Regions from separate parts of the Mus musculus genome. Here all the other regions are linked to region 3. The links are chromatin contacts, called in public Hi-C, HiChIP or PLAC-seq and promoter capture Hi-C maps. All regions are on one chromosome and are shown on one strand. The core of a region is the stretch at or near the end of the contact, and the rest is flanking DNA. Distances in the headings are between cores, read along the strand shown. Region 1 overlaps Plekhm1 (pleckstrin homology domain containing, family M (with RUN domain) member 1). Region 2 holds the start of Kif18b (kinesin family member 18B). Region 3 holds the start of Fmnl1 (formin-like 1). Region 4 holds the start of C1ql1 (complement component 1, q subcomponent-like 1).

Evidence for each region. Promoter capture Hi-C pulls out the DNA fragments that hold promoters and counts their contacts. Hi-C and Micro-C count contacts between places; a contact is called where the count stands out from the background. HiChIP or PLAC-seq counts read pairs in DNA pulled down with a chosen protein or histone mark.
Region 1: a Hi-C map of cortical neurons shows a contact between it and region 3, with 3 times the contacts expected there. The contact joins the enhancer-like site here to the promoter of Fmnl1 in region 3. A contact is called at or near these places in 5 of 39 promoter capture datasets (the C10 cell line, the HPC-7 cell line, HPC-7-derived erythroid cells and 2 more), 1 of 15 datasets of contacts at CTCF or cohesin (the NIH/3T3 cell line), 5 of 484 Hi-C or Micro-C datasets (the AML12 cell line, the N1E-115 cell line, cortical neurons and 1 more), 6 of 115 datasets of contacts at active chromatin or transcription factors (the 230-238 cell line, T-cell acute lymphoblastic leukemia, effector CD8 T cells and 3 more) and 2 of 9 other capture datasets (adipose tissue and liver).
Region 2: a contact with region 3 is called in a promoter capture Hi-C map of pre-B cells, with 2.5 times the contacts expected there. The contact joins the promoter of Kif18b here to the promoter of Fmnl1 in region 3. A contact is called at or near these places in 2 of 39 promoter capture datasets (the 3T3-L1 cell line and pre-B cells), 3 of 484 Hi-C or Micro-C datasets (B cells, CD4 T cells and regulatory T cells) and 9 of 115 datasets of contacts at active chromatin or transcription factors (the SCID.adh cell line, effector CD8 T cells, embryonic stem cells and 4 more).
Region 4: an H3K4me3 HiChIP or PLAC-seq map of embryonic stem cells shows a contact between it and region 3, with 43 read pairs. The contact joins the promoter of C1ql1 here to the promoter of Fmnl1 in region 3. A contact is called at or near these places in 2 of 484 Hi-C or Micro-C datasets (both in embryonic stem cells), 4 of 115 datasets of contacts at active chromatin or transcription factors (embryonic stem cells and pancreatic cancer cells) and 1 of 9 other capture datasets (adipose tissue).

Annotation. Positions count from the first base shown.
Region 1 is chr11:103,380,743-103,383,442 of GRCm38.p6, reverse strand. The region is part of intron 5 of Plekhm1 (pleckstrin homology domain containing, family M (with RUN domain) member 1); the gene reads left to right. Among named protein-coding and RNA genes, the nearest start is that of Arhgap27, 18 kb to the right of the region's middle. Within about 2 kb of position 1,327, at least 235 of the 459 cell types and tissues checked have an H3K27ac peak or open chromatin away from gene starts, as enhancers often do. A contact at or near this core is called in the 230-238 cell line, the AML12 cell line, the HPC-7 cell line and 9 more, where this site is marked.
Region 2 is chr11:102,923,800-102,926,499 of GRCm38.p6, reverse strand. Kif18b (kinesin family member 18B) reads left to right here and starts at 1,376. Exons shown (of 16, transcript NM_197959.2): 1 at 1,376-1,517.
Region 3 is chr11:103,169,864-103,172,729 of GRCm38.p6, reverse strand. It overlaps Fmnl1 (formin-like 1), which reads right to left and starts at 1,592. Exons shown (of 26, transcript NM_001077698.1): 1 at 1,289-1,592. The coding sequence starts at 1,417. Gm51919 (a long non-coding RNA gene) reads left to right here and starts at 2,154. Exons shown (of 3, transcript XR_003949776.1): 1 at 2,154-2,576.
Region 4 is chr11:102,945,384-102,948,382 of GRCm38.p6, reverse strand. It overlaps C1ql1 (complement component 1, q subcomponent-like 1), which reads left to right and starts at 1,667. Exons shown (of 2, transcript NM_011795.3): 1 at 1,667-2,518. The coding sequence starts at 1,922.

The sequences.
Region 1 (2,700 bases), core at 78-2,577, 210 kb before region 3:
CGGCCAGATGTGGGGCCCTGAGCAAGCATACGTGGGAGGGTGGCAGAAAGAGGCAAGAGAAAGGGGAAAAGGGTGATCCTGCAAGTGCGGAGATCCATTATTGCAGGAGTATTCTTTCTCTACCTCCTCTGTGAGGCAGATACACCCTCGGTGCTCTCTCACTGGAACCGTCCCTCCCACCCCCAAACACACACACACACACACACACACACACACACACACACACACACACACACACACACACTGCTTCTCATTGTTTCTCACAGAGCCTTTCTCTAGAGTCATCCCCCAATGGCTGGTGTGAGGTCAGTGGACTCTGAACATTTCTTACTAGTCTTCTCTTCAGTGGAAAGAGAAGCAAGTCTCCCTTAATGTAAATCCACAGTTTTCTTCATCCCACCAGGTCCTTCCACCCACCTCTGTTGTTTTACATTGAAGACACTTGGACAGCCAGAAGTTAGTCCCTTGGACTGGCAAGATAGCTCAAGGAGTCAAAATACATGACATATAAGTCTAGTGACCTGAGTTCAATCACTGGAACCCAAATACGATAGAGAGAACTGACTCCAGAGTTGCTCACATACTTGTGCCTGAACATTCACACAAACTACCTAGTAGTGATGAAAATAGTCTGTGTTTTATGACTCAATGCTGAGCATTTTTGCTTGACATTATCGAGGAAAATGATCATTCAGACTTATAGGATGGGGGTGAGCAGAGACTATCACTGAATAGGGTGATAAGATGTCTGGGTGATGAGGGGATCTGAGTTGGGGCTTGTAAAGAAGCTTTCAGGTGGTGACTGGTGGATCCTCAAGAGCAGTGTCCTCTCCTACCAGGGCTTATACAGGGCAGGGTCACCAGGTATGTGTGAAGTCACCAGGATGGCCAAGTGGCTCCTGGGAGCTATTTCTCACACCCATTTTCCTCAGGGAATCATCTGGGGCTTGGTGACCCAGACAGGCTTTGTTTAGACCAGTGTTGCATGGTCCCTAGCAGCCACCCTGCCTGACACATCATCCTGTCCCGAGTAGAAGGAAGCACATGCCAACTCTGAAAGTCACATGCAGAGGCCCTGGGAGCCCAGATCTGTATACCTATACCTGAATCAGAACTTGTCTCTCTTGGCTTCAGGAGTCTAAACTGTCTAAACCAACCCCTTTGTCACACAGCCGTAGCCAGAACCCTCCTCCCTGTCTGTATCAGCAGGGAGGGCAGTCTTGATTTAGGGGTTGAAAATAGCAATGTCAGAGCTAGATTGGTAGCACTTGCCAGAGCAATGGGGCGGGTCCTGCCTGTGTGACTCATTTCCTTTGTATAGACAGCCACTTAGTGTAGCCAGCCAACTTCCTTGCCTCTGCTCTCTTCCATGTCTAGGCATAGAAAGGCAGAGAGAGCTTAGAACGGTGAAGAATAGGAACTAAACGATATTCTCATAGGCCTTCTGACTCCAGACCTCCCCAACTTCCCCTGTCAGGGAGCAGGATCTACTACTGGGGCTTCAAGGACCTGCTCAATGTGGGGAACAGAATTAGAAGCAATAATTTAGGTCTAAGCTCACACACCACACCTCCCTTACCCCATATCTCCAAGGCCACAGAGCCCGAAGTGCTGAGACACTTGTATTTCCACTTGCAAGAGAATCAAGTTGCACGCCCTCCTTACACCTTACATAGAAGCTGACTCAAAATGGGTCACAGAGATGTAAGCGCTAATAAGGCTCTTAGTAAAAAACGTGGGAGTAAATCTTGGTGACATTGGCTTCTGCGGTGGCTTCTGAGATAAGACAACAGGAGCACAAGCAGAAGACAAGCTGGCTAAATTAAGCTTAGGAAGAAAACATCTCAGAGCTCCAGAAGGTACCATTAAGAAGGAAAAAAGAAGAAGCCAGGCATGGTGGCTTGTGCCTGCGTCTCGTGCCTGAGAGTCCAAAGCAGGAGGCTCTTGCAAAGCTGCCCTGGGCTATGTAATGAGCTCTAGACCAACCTTGCCTATAGACATTGTCTCAAAAAGAAAAGGAAGGGAAGAGATAAGTAAAAAAAATAAAAGACAACACATAGAATAAGAGAAGTCATTGGTCAGTCAGATAGCCTGCTAAGGTTCTGGTACCCAGAATCTGCCCAGAACCCTTGTAATTTTTATTGATTTCCTAAGCAGTTATAACAAAGTAGCATAAATCAGATGGCTGGAAACAACAGTTGTGCAGTCCTTGCTAGTACTAGAAGCTGAGTGGAGAGCCAGATGTCGGCAGCAGTGGCTCCTCCAGACAGTGAGGGGTAATTTCTTCTTTCTCTCAGTTCTTAGTATTCTTGGCATAGGCTTGTAGGTTCATCACTCCAGTCCCTCCCTCCAGCATCCCATGCTTCTCTTCCACTTGACACTTTCCTCTGTGTGTGTGTCATCTCCTCTTCCCTTGTTTTGAACCAGGGTCTGTCCTGGAGCTTACTGTGTAGACTAAGCTGCCATAGAACTCACAGAGATCTGCCTGTCTCTGCCTCTAGAATTAAATGTGTGCTCCACTATGTCTGTCTCCTCTTTTTGTAAGTATATCAGTTCAGTTGGATGAAGGGCTCACCCTGCTCCACAACAGGGACATCTGAACTAGTTACTAGGGTTTACTAGTTAGTCAACCCTAACAACAAACCATAAGCCCAAATAAAAATAAAAATCTAAAGAAAAGTACTGATAACTAATACGAAA
Region 2 (2,700 bases), core at 127-2,626, 250 kb after region 3:
CTCCCTATAGTTCAGGCTGATCTAGTATTTACCATGTACATGAAGCTGGCTTTGAACTTGTAACATTTTCCCTCTCCTGCCTTGGCATGTATCACAATCCCCACCTGTGATAAATATCTAAGTTTTTCCTATAGACTGGGAGCTCTGTATATCACATATCACTGTAACCTCTGAACCTGTCATAACAATCGTTGAATGAATCTGAGAACACCTAGTGCCATTTTATTGAACATCTACAAGGTGCGTTATTCACATTACGTTTTTTTTTTTTTTTTTAATTTTTACTTATGGGGATTTAGCTCAGTGGTAAAGAAAAGGCCTTGGGGGCTAGAGAGATGGCTCAGCGGTTAAGAGCACTGACTGCTCTTCCAGAGGTCCTGAGTTCAATTCCCAGCAACCACATAGTAGCTCACGACCATCTGTAATGCTCTCTTATGGTGTGTCTGAAGAGAGCAACAGTGTACTCATATACATTAAAAAATAAATAAATAAAATGAAAGACCAAGCAAACTTCACTCACTCAAAAGAAAAGGCCTTGGGTTTGGTTCTCAGCTTGGGGTGTGTGTGTGTGTGGGGACGTTTAGGGCGCAAAAAAACAAAACAAAACAAAAACAAAAACAAAAAAACCAGATTTACAGTAAGCGAGGAGGGAACTTCTTTACCAGGAAGCTATCATTAAACAACTGTTCCTTTTGGAGACGGAGAAGGCAAGAGTATTCAGTGTTCTTGTATCTTTGTACTAACCCTAACTTCATGTAATTTTGTTGTTTTTGTCCTCACTAAACTAAGTGTGGTGAATAAATAATTTGAGTCAAGTTATCCAGTATTAAATGACTCTACTAGCTTGTTCACAGTTGTGGTGAAAGAAACCCTACAGTAACCTTTACATGCCCCAGACTTGCTCACAACGCCACCATGAGGACAGTTTACTTGAGAGAGAGATCGAGTAAAGTTCTCATGTAGCTCAGGCTGGCCTGGAACGCTCTACCTGGAGGGTGGCTGGTTTCGAACTCAAATAGATCCGCCAGCCTTTGCCTTCTGCGTGATGGGATTAAAGGCACGAGCCACTCTGAATTGGAGGGTGCCTATTTAAGCCACAAAAGCAGGTTTTAAATTCTGTCGAATGTGTGGTCGCTGTAACCGCTGCTGAACTCAGCCCACAGACCACAGAGACGGGGCAGGCCCCCTGGTTACACTGCTAGAGACTCGATTCTGGTGGCAATTCCGCTCCGTCCGGTTTGATTTGGCCAAAGAAACCCAAGGCGCGCAAGAGAACTAGTGCGCAAGCGCACCCCCGGCTGTCTTTGTTACTTAGGAAACAGCCAATCAGCGAGCCGGGCGGTGACCAATGAGAAGCGCGGATGAGCGGACCGGCTAGTTTGAACGCGCCGCGCCGGAAGAAGGTTGGTTCGGTGGAATCGGGTGTGGGGGAGCTCTCTCCTGAATCCGAGGGCTCCTGTCCGAGGCGGAGGGACGCGTAAGCGACCCCCGACACCAGCACCGGGAACCGACGAGAGGTAGGCTTTGGTCGACGGTGGGGCGGCCCCGCGGGCTCGGTGCAGAGCTGTCGTTTGCGCGGGCTCGCTGCAGTTGTCTGGAACCCGAATCAGCACTTGTTTGGGCAGGTCAGGGACGAGTAGGAGGGCACTTCCTTTACACCGAGAATGCAGCCGATCGTGATCTCTGCGTCCCACGGTCCGGGGCCCATATTAAGTCCTCTCATGTATACCCGGTCCTTTGAAAGGTGCACCCGGCTCCGTAGCAGCTACCCCTCCTCGTGTGGGAGGTGGAATTGGGTCTTTCTACAGGTCAGAATTGGAGATCTGGGACGCCCGGCAGGAGAGAATGGGAGAACCACTCCGCTCCTCTTGTCAGAGCTGATTACGCGGCTGTGTGTGTACCGAGGGAGGCAGCTTGGTTACTGGGACACTCCTAAACACTGGCGAGCATGAAAGAAAACCAGGCCTCTATTAGTACCAGGATGATCGAGTCTTTTAGCCTTGGACATTTGAGCTACTGTGACAAGTACAAGGTAGAGCCTGTTTTGTGCCAAAGAACTTAAAATACTGGTTTGTGTTGGTTTTGGTGGTTCAGTGCATCATAGGGAAATGATGTATCATATAACTTTACCAGCGGTGTCTAATATTTGTTGGGCACTTAAAAACCGAATGCCATTCAAGCTTAACACAAACCTGGTGAGACAGATAATTAAAAAATATTACAATTTGCATGTTGAGAAACGGAGGCACAGAGTGTAGTTAAGCTTGACTTGGGAGGACATATATAATTTTACTTTTGTGGATGAGCTTTTTGTTGTTAACAGCGCTTCCTTCAATGTCCCTATCCTATTTCTTCCATGCCTATTTCATTATGGAACCATGCCCTCTGCCAGTCAGGATTTTAAGGCATCTCATTCTCCATTACTTTGTTTTTATCTAATTTCGCTCCATTTGTACCTTTTTTTCTCTCATGGTCTAGAGATCAAACCTAGCCCTAATACCTTTTTTTTAAAAAAAAGTATAGAAGCATCATATTATTAGAGACATTTGCAAAGCTTTTCTCTTATCTAGTGACACAGCAACTGAAATTATCATAATATTGTATAAACTATATTCTCTCTCCACAAACAGTTAAGTTATAAATACAAACTAGGCATAGTAAAATAATCCCAGCCCCTGAGAGAGAGGCAGAGGAGAAGAG
Region 3 (2,866 bases), core at 343-2,842:
AAGTTGAGCACTTGTGCCTTCACAAGGAGAGACCCCGCCCCATCTCAGAGGTCCCCCCAAGCTCCTCCTCTCCTTCCGAAGCCAGGATTCTCAGGAACTGTTGCCCCTTTGAGACCATGCAAAGGATCTAGCAAGTCAGGCCTACTGACTCGCTCGCTTGCCAGAGAGAGGAAATGCTATCCAGGAGGTGTGGAGGACAGAGGGTCAGCACTTCTTTGCATCCAGAGTGAGCCTCCTCTGGACTCCCATCCTCAGACCTGCAACATCAGCCTACTGAGACTGGAAAATGCCTCTAGGAAACAGCCCAGCCTTCCCCACTGTCACCCGGTGTCCAGCCAGGGATGCCTAACAGGGATGCCACTGGGCAGCCACCTACAGAAGACAGCAGGAAAGAGTGCTGGGGTGAAGAGGAGGAAGTGAAAAAGACTGGCCTTTCCCCTCCCCTACTTCTGCCTCCCAATGCCTGCACAGCCCACCCTATCAGAAACACTTTGAACCACTTAACTCCATGCTCAGAGTTGATGAGTTGATGGCTCCCTCCCAGAGGCCCAGACTTCAGCTGCTACTCCATCCTAACCCACCCTTGCCTGCCCCAGTTTCCCAAGCAAGTGACAGCCAAGAGGGAGGGGAGCCTTCCAGATTTCTGTTCCACTCCAAGCCAGAATGACCAGCCTATCCTGGCCCCACCCTTCCTAAGCTTACTCCTTTCAGTGGTTGGGGGTGGTCCATGATGAGGGAATGACTGCAAACACCCATTCCGGGACATGGTGGGGGTGATAAATACAAGTGGAGGGTCTAAGAGTCCAACTCCTACGCCAGACACCAGAACAACCCAGGACTGAAGGCTCCACTAGGTCTACAGCTTCCAGAAGGTTAAATTATAACCCCTTTCCTCTTTGACCCTGAGACGCAGAAGGGCAAAGCGCTCCAGACTTGCACCCAGCCGCTGGGCCTGCGTGCAGTGGAAAAGTGGGCGCCAGCCCCCTCCCACCTGGGGCGCGTTTGGAACTCAACCTTATGAGACATTTTTGACACCTTTAGAACTAGGAGCATAGGAAGGGGGTCGATGGGGGGGTCTCTTAAGAAAGCTTCCTGGAGGGGGCTAAAGAAAGTTTCTTGGGGGGGGGGGTGCCAAGTCACTCTGAAAGATGACAGTGTTACTCCTACCCCTCTGGAGGGACAGCAGGTGGACCAGGGATCTCCAAGCCGCACCTGAGTCCCAAGAGGCGGGGACGCATGCGGAGCCCCTGTCATCCCTGGCTCCTGGTGCGCATCAGGTCACACTCACCAAGACCCGCGTGAACCTCTCCTCCAGCTCCCCGGCCGCCGGCATTGGTTGCTTGGGGACGGCTGGCTGCTTCGGGGGCGACGCGGTGGGGCCCGCGGGCTGTTCGGCGCTGCCAGCCGCGTTGCCCATGGTGGTCCCCACCCAGCCGGCCAGGCGCCTCCAGCCTCGGAGATCCAGTTTTCCCTGGGGGTCGCGGACTAGGCTCCGGGAGCCTGGAAGCGAAGGGCAGCGCTGTGTGGCGAGGCTTGGCTAGGTGGCTCTCGGCTCAGCGGCGTGCAGGGGCCGGGGCGCGGCGTCCCATCGCGGCGGCCCCGTCCGAGGGAGCGGGCGGCGACCGAGGCTCGGGGAGGAAGTAGGGTTGCAGGCGGCCGGGGCCAGAGGGCTGGGCCGGGGGCAGGAAGCTGCGGCGCGGGCTCCCCCCTCGGCGATTTTCGAACTTCTGCTGCCGCTCCCGGTGCGCGCAAACCGCAGTTCTCCGCCGCGCACCCGGCCCCAGGGGGGCGGGCTGCAGGGAGGGGGCGGGCGCGGGCGACGGCCGGGGGTCCTCCGCAGCCATGGCGCGCCGGCTGGGGGCTGCCGAGCAGTGCACCTGCGGCGGAGGGGGCGGCCGCCGATGCACCTGCCCGAGCCGGAGCCGACCCAGGCGAGGCCGAGAACACAGCGGCGCGCTCGCCCGGCGCCTCCGGGTCCTAGAACCGCAGCTCTCCACCCTAAGCCCGGCAGTAGGGGGGTCCCTAGGCCCGAGCCTGGAGGAGGCAGACCCCCGGGCGGAAGATTGTCCAACCAATCCGCGCGCGCCTTAGAAACCTAAGGTGGCGCTGAGGTGCGGTTGGTGGGCGTAATTGCTGCTGGGGGTCCCCCTTTGGGGTCCCCAACTAAGAAGATGGGAACCCCCTTCCAGGCCCCCCACCTCTGTGTCTCTCCTCCGTTGGGCCCAGAGATGATCTGAGGACCAGAGGGAATTATCTGCAAACAGGTTGGAGGACAATGACATAGGTCAATTGAGACCTGACCAGATGTGACTGTGCCAGCATCTTCAGCAGTTTTAGACTGGGGGCACTCGTGGAAAAATGAGGTTGGCGAACCTGGAGATCACTGTGGTGGTGCCAAGGAGAAGTAGGGCACTAAGAAGGGTTAAAGGCAGCTGCTAGGCTGGGGGAGGAACAGGCACCTCAGATGGGTGGAAAATCTTGACACTGTCACCATGAGGGACCTAGGCTGGCTGAAGAATGACAATCTTGGCTATCTGATAGTTACAGAAAGATTTCTGTGATAGTGACCAGCAAAGGTAGGTATGGATGTCCTTGTTTCTGTAACGGTAACAAGGGGCCTTTCCGTAGCTGTAGCAAGGGGTCTTGTCCAAGGCCACACAGATAATTAGGGCAGAAACGAGCCTCTCTGTTCATATCCAAAAATCTATAGCCTCGGACTCTTCTTATTTAGGGTAGGAGAGTGGAGAAGGGGTAGGCCTTCATAACCGGGGCTCGAACTCCATCCTGAATTAACACCTCTAATTCTCCCACTTAATCTGTGGGGCTCTTGAGTCAGCCCCTCCCTGTTCTGCCAGTCCATGGGGTG
Region 4 (2,999 bases), core at 418-2,917, 220 kb after region 3:
TGAGGGCTACCCGGCCTGAGTCTGCCTGGAGGAGTGTAGGGGTCCTAAGGCATGCTCGCATCACCTTGCACTTTCGACAATAAATAGGCCCCAGAGACCCTGTCGCGTTGAGATTGAAACAGCGAGGGGCAAGGCTGCAGGCTTGAATCCCATCTCCACCACATCTTACTTTCGTGACTTGGGGGCAAATCTCTTTTAAGTTCGCAGAGCCTCTGTTCTCCATCTGTAAAACGAGGATAATGGTGGGCTTTATATCTAGATTGATGTAAAGATCAAATGTGACCATACATACAAAGCATCCAACGCAGTTTGTCTTAGCTCCCTCCTCCTTGGTGATGGATGTCATGCTGACCCGGGTTAGTATTTGGAAAGTCCTCTCTGGCAGCGTCCCGCCCACCCCCACTTCTACCATTGGTTATTCTGGCATCTCAGTTTTAGGTAGGGATAATCAGGGAATCAAATGGACAGTGGGAGGTCGGCGGTGGGAGTGTGAACTGGGAGGAGTCTTGCAGGCAAAAAGAATGAGTCTGGAGTGTTGTTGTTTATCGTGGCCAGAGGCCTCAGAAAGACACAGCCCTCCTCCTCGGATAAAGGAGGGTGAAGGAGGAACACAGCTTGAGCTGGGACTCACAGAATATGACAAATATGTTGATGGAAGCAGACACATTTCAGTTTATGCAACCTAAACATTTTCCTGCACTAGAAGAACGTGATGGGGTAAGAGTTAGGGGGGTCCCCTAAGGGGCTAGGAGAGATCAACCCCCCTCTTTCTGGGGAGTGCTAGAAAACGCAGAACCACCTAGGACTGGTTAACACTAAGAGATGACATGGGAGGGGTACTTCATTTTCTCAGGGTCCGTATTTCCCACTTGTCTAGCTAGTAGCTCAGATCAGAAAAGGCCTCATGGAAGAGGCCACAGGTAGAGGCAGCCTAGAAGATATCCCCTGGGGCAGTGGAAAAGAAGGGGCTGAAGACGCTGCCACCTGGGAGAGAATGCCCCTGAAGTAGTTAGAATCAGATAAAAAGTCAGGCTGCTATTAGAATTCAGAGATTCCCTCTGGGCACCCTAAAAGCAAAGGATCCAGACGGGTTATCTGGATGCTAGGCCTGGGTGCCTATGGAACGCCCCTCCCCAGTATTCCTTCCAGGCTTTAGCCCTCATCCTCTTTCTTGTTCTACTCTCTTGTTCCTCACTCTGTAACCCTCCACCCCCTGCAACATCTCTTTGTCCCCTGCAGACAGGGGGCAATGTTGCATCCTTCGACCTCCTGCAGGTGGTGGTCCTTTGCCCCTCTGTCACGATTTTCCTCGGAACTGACCCACGGAACATCTATCTCAATGCCACGCTGAGCTCTCTGCCTCTCCTTGTGGCTCCTCCTTCCGCTTGCCCTTTGGTCCTACTCATTCCTGACTCTAGCCCCTTCCCCATTCTGAGCCTCAATCTCCAGCTCCCTCCGTGATGCCCACCACTCTCATAGCCCCGCCCCTCCCTGCCCCTCCCACCTTGAGGCTTCCGCGGCCCAATTAGGCGCCTGCCCCGCCCGCAGCCCCACCCCTCGCCCTCTCCGAGCCCCGCGGAGCGGGTGGGCGGGGCCCAACGGAGGAGGCAGTGGCCCCAGCCAGGGAAGGCGGGAGGAGCTAGGCGCTAGGCGGGAGGCCGCGTTCAGTCGGGCAGCGCAGCGGGAGGGAAGCACGAGGCCGGAGCCGGCTGCTGGGCTCCGCAGCGCAAGCAGCGCAGCGCGGCGCCCGGGCCCCGGCCCCATGCCCGCAGCCCCGCCGGACCGCCCTTGAGCGCGGGCGTCGCGCCCGCGCCCCTTACCCGCCGGCATCATTGCCCCGACGGCGCGGCCGGGTGGCCCGGCTCTCCCAAGGCTCCGCGCCGGCCGGAAGACCCTGCTGGCTGCCGCCGCGGGCGTGGTGATGCTGCTCGTGCTGGTGGTGCTCATCCCGGTGCTGGTGAGCTCCGGCGGCCCGGACGGCCACTATGAGATGCTGGGCACCTGCCGCATGGTGTGCGACCCCTATCCCGCGCGGGGCCCCGGCGCCGGCGCGCGGTCCGACGGCGGCGACGCTCTGAGCGAGCAGAGCGGTGCGCCTCCGCCCTCCACGCTGGTGCAGGGCCCCCAGGGGAAGCCGGGCCGCACGGGCAAGCCGGGCCCTCCGGGGCCTCCAGGAGACCGGGGCCCTCCAGGTCCTGTGGGGCCGCCTGGGGAGAAGGGTGAACCAGGCAAGCCTGGTCCTCCTGGCCTGCCGGGTTCGGGAGGCAGCGGCGCCATCAGCACGGCCACCTATACCACGGTGCCACGCGTGGCCTTCTACGCCGGCCTCAAGAACCCTCATGAGGGTTACGAGGTGCTCAAGTTTGACGACGTGGTCACCAACCTAGGCAACAACTACGATGCGGCCAGCGGCAAGTTTACATGCAACATTCCTGGCACCTACTTTTTCACCTACCACGTCCTCATGCGCGGCGGCGACGGCACCAGTATGTGGGCAGACCTCTGCAAGAACGGCCAGGTGGGCCATGAGGGGGCGTGGGGCTGACCTGGGGGCAGGGCTCCCAGGGAGCCCCCAGGAGAATGCGTATTGGATCAGAGTCGACAGGCACACCGGGCAGGCGTAGGTGGAGACCCTAAAGCGGCCCCCTTAACTATCATGTGAAGAATGGTTGTAATTAGCGGGCACCCCTGAGTCTTCAACCCTTGGGCTTGAGCTCTTAAGGGAGAGGCTACAGGGCACCCGCGGAGTGGAAATGCGTAAAGATAAATCCAACTAGTCAGATCACAGGGCTCTAGGGCGCACGAACTGGTCCGTAGGGGTTTGGCCCGTGGGAGACTGATTCAGGCTGATTTCTCTTGAGAGCTAAGATTCAAGCTGACGCCGACTGGCTTTAAGGGAACAGCAAGGATGCTCTAGGGCAAGGATAAGGAGAAGCAGTCTCCGCGCCGGAGGGCGCTAAGACGAGTGGCTGTGCGCTCAGGAGAAGAAGGAGGAGGGC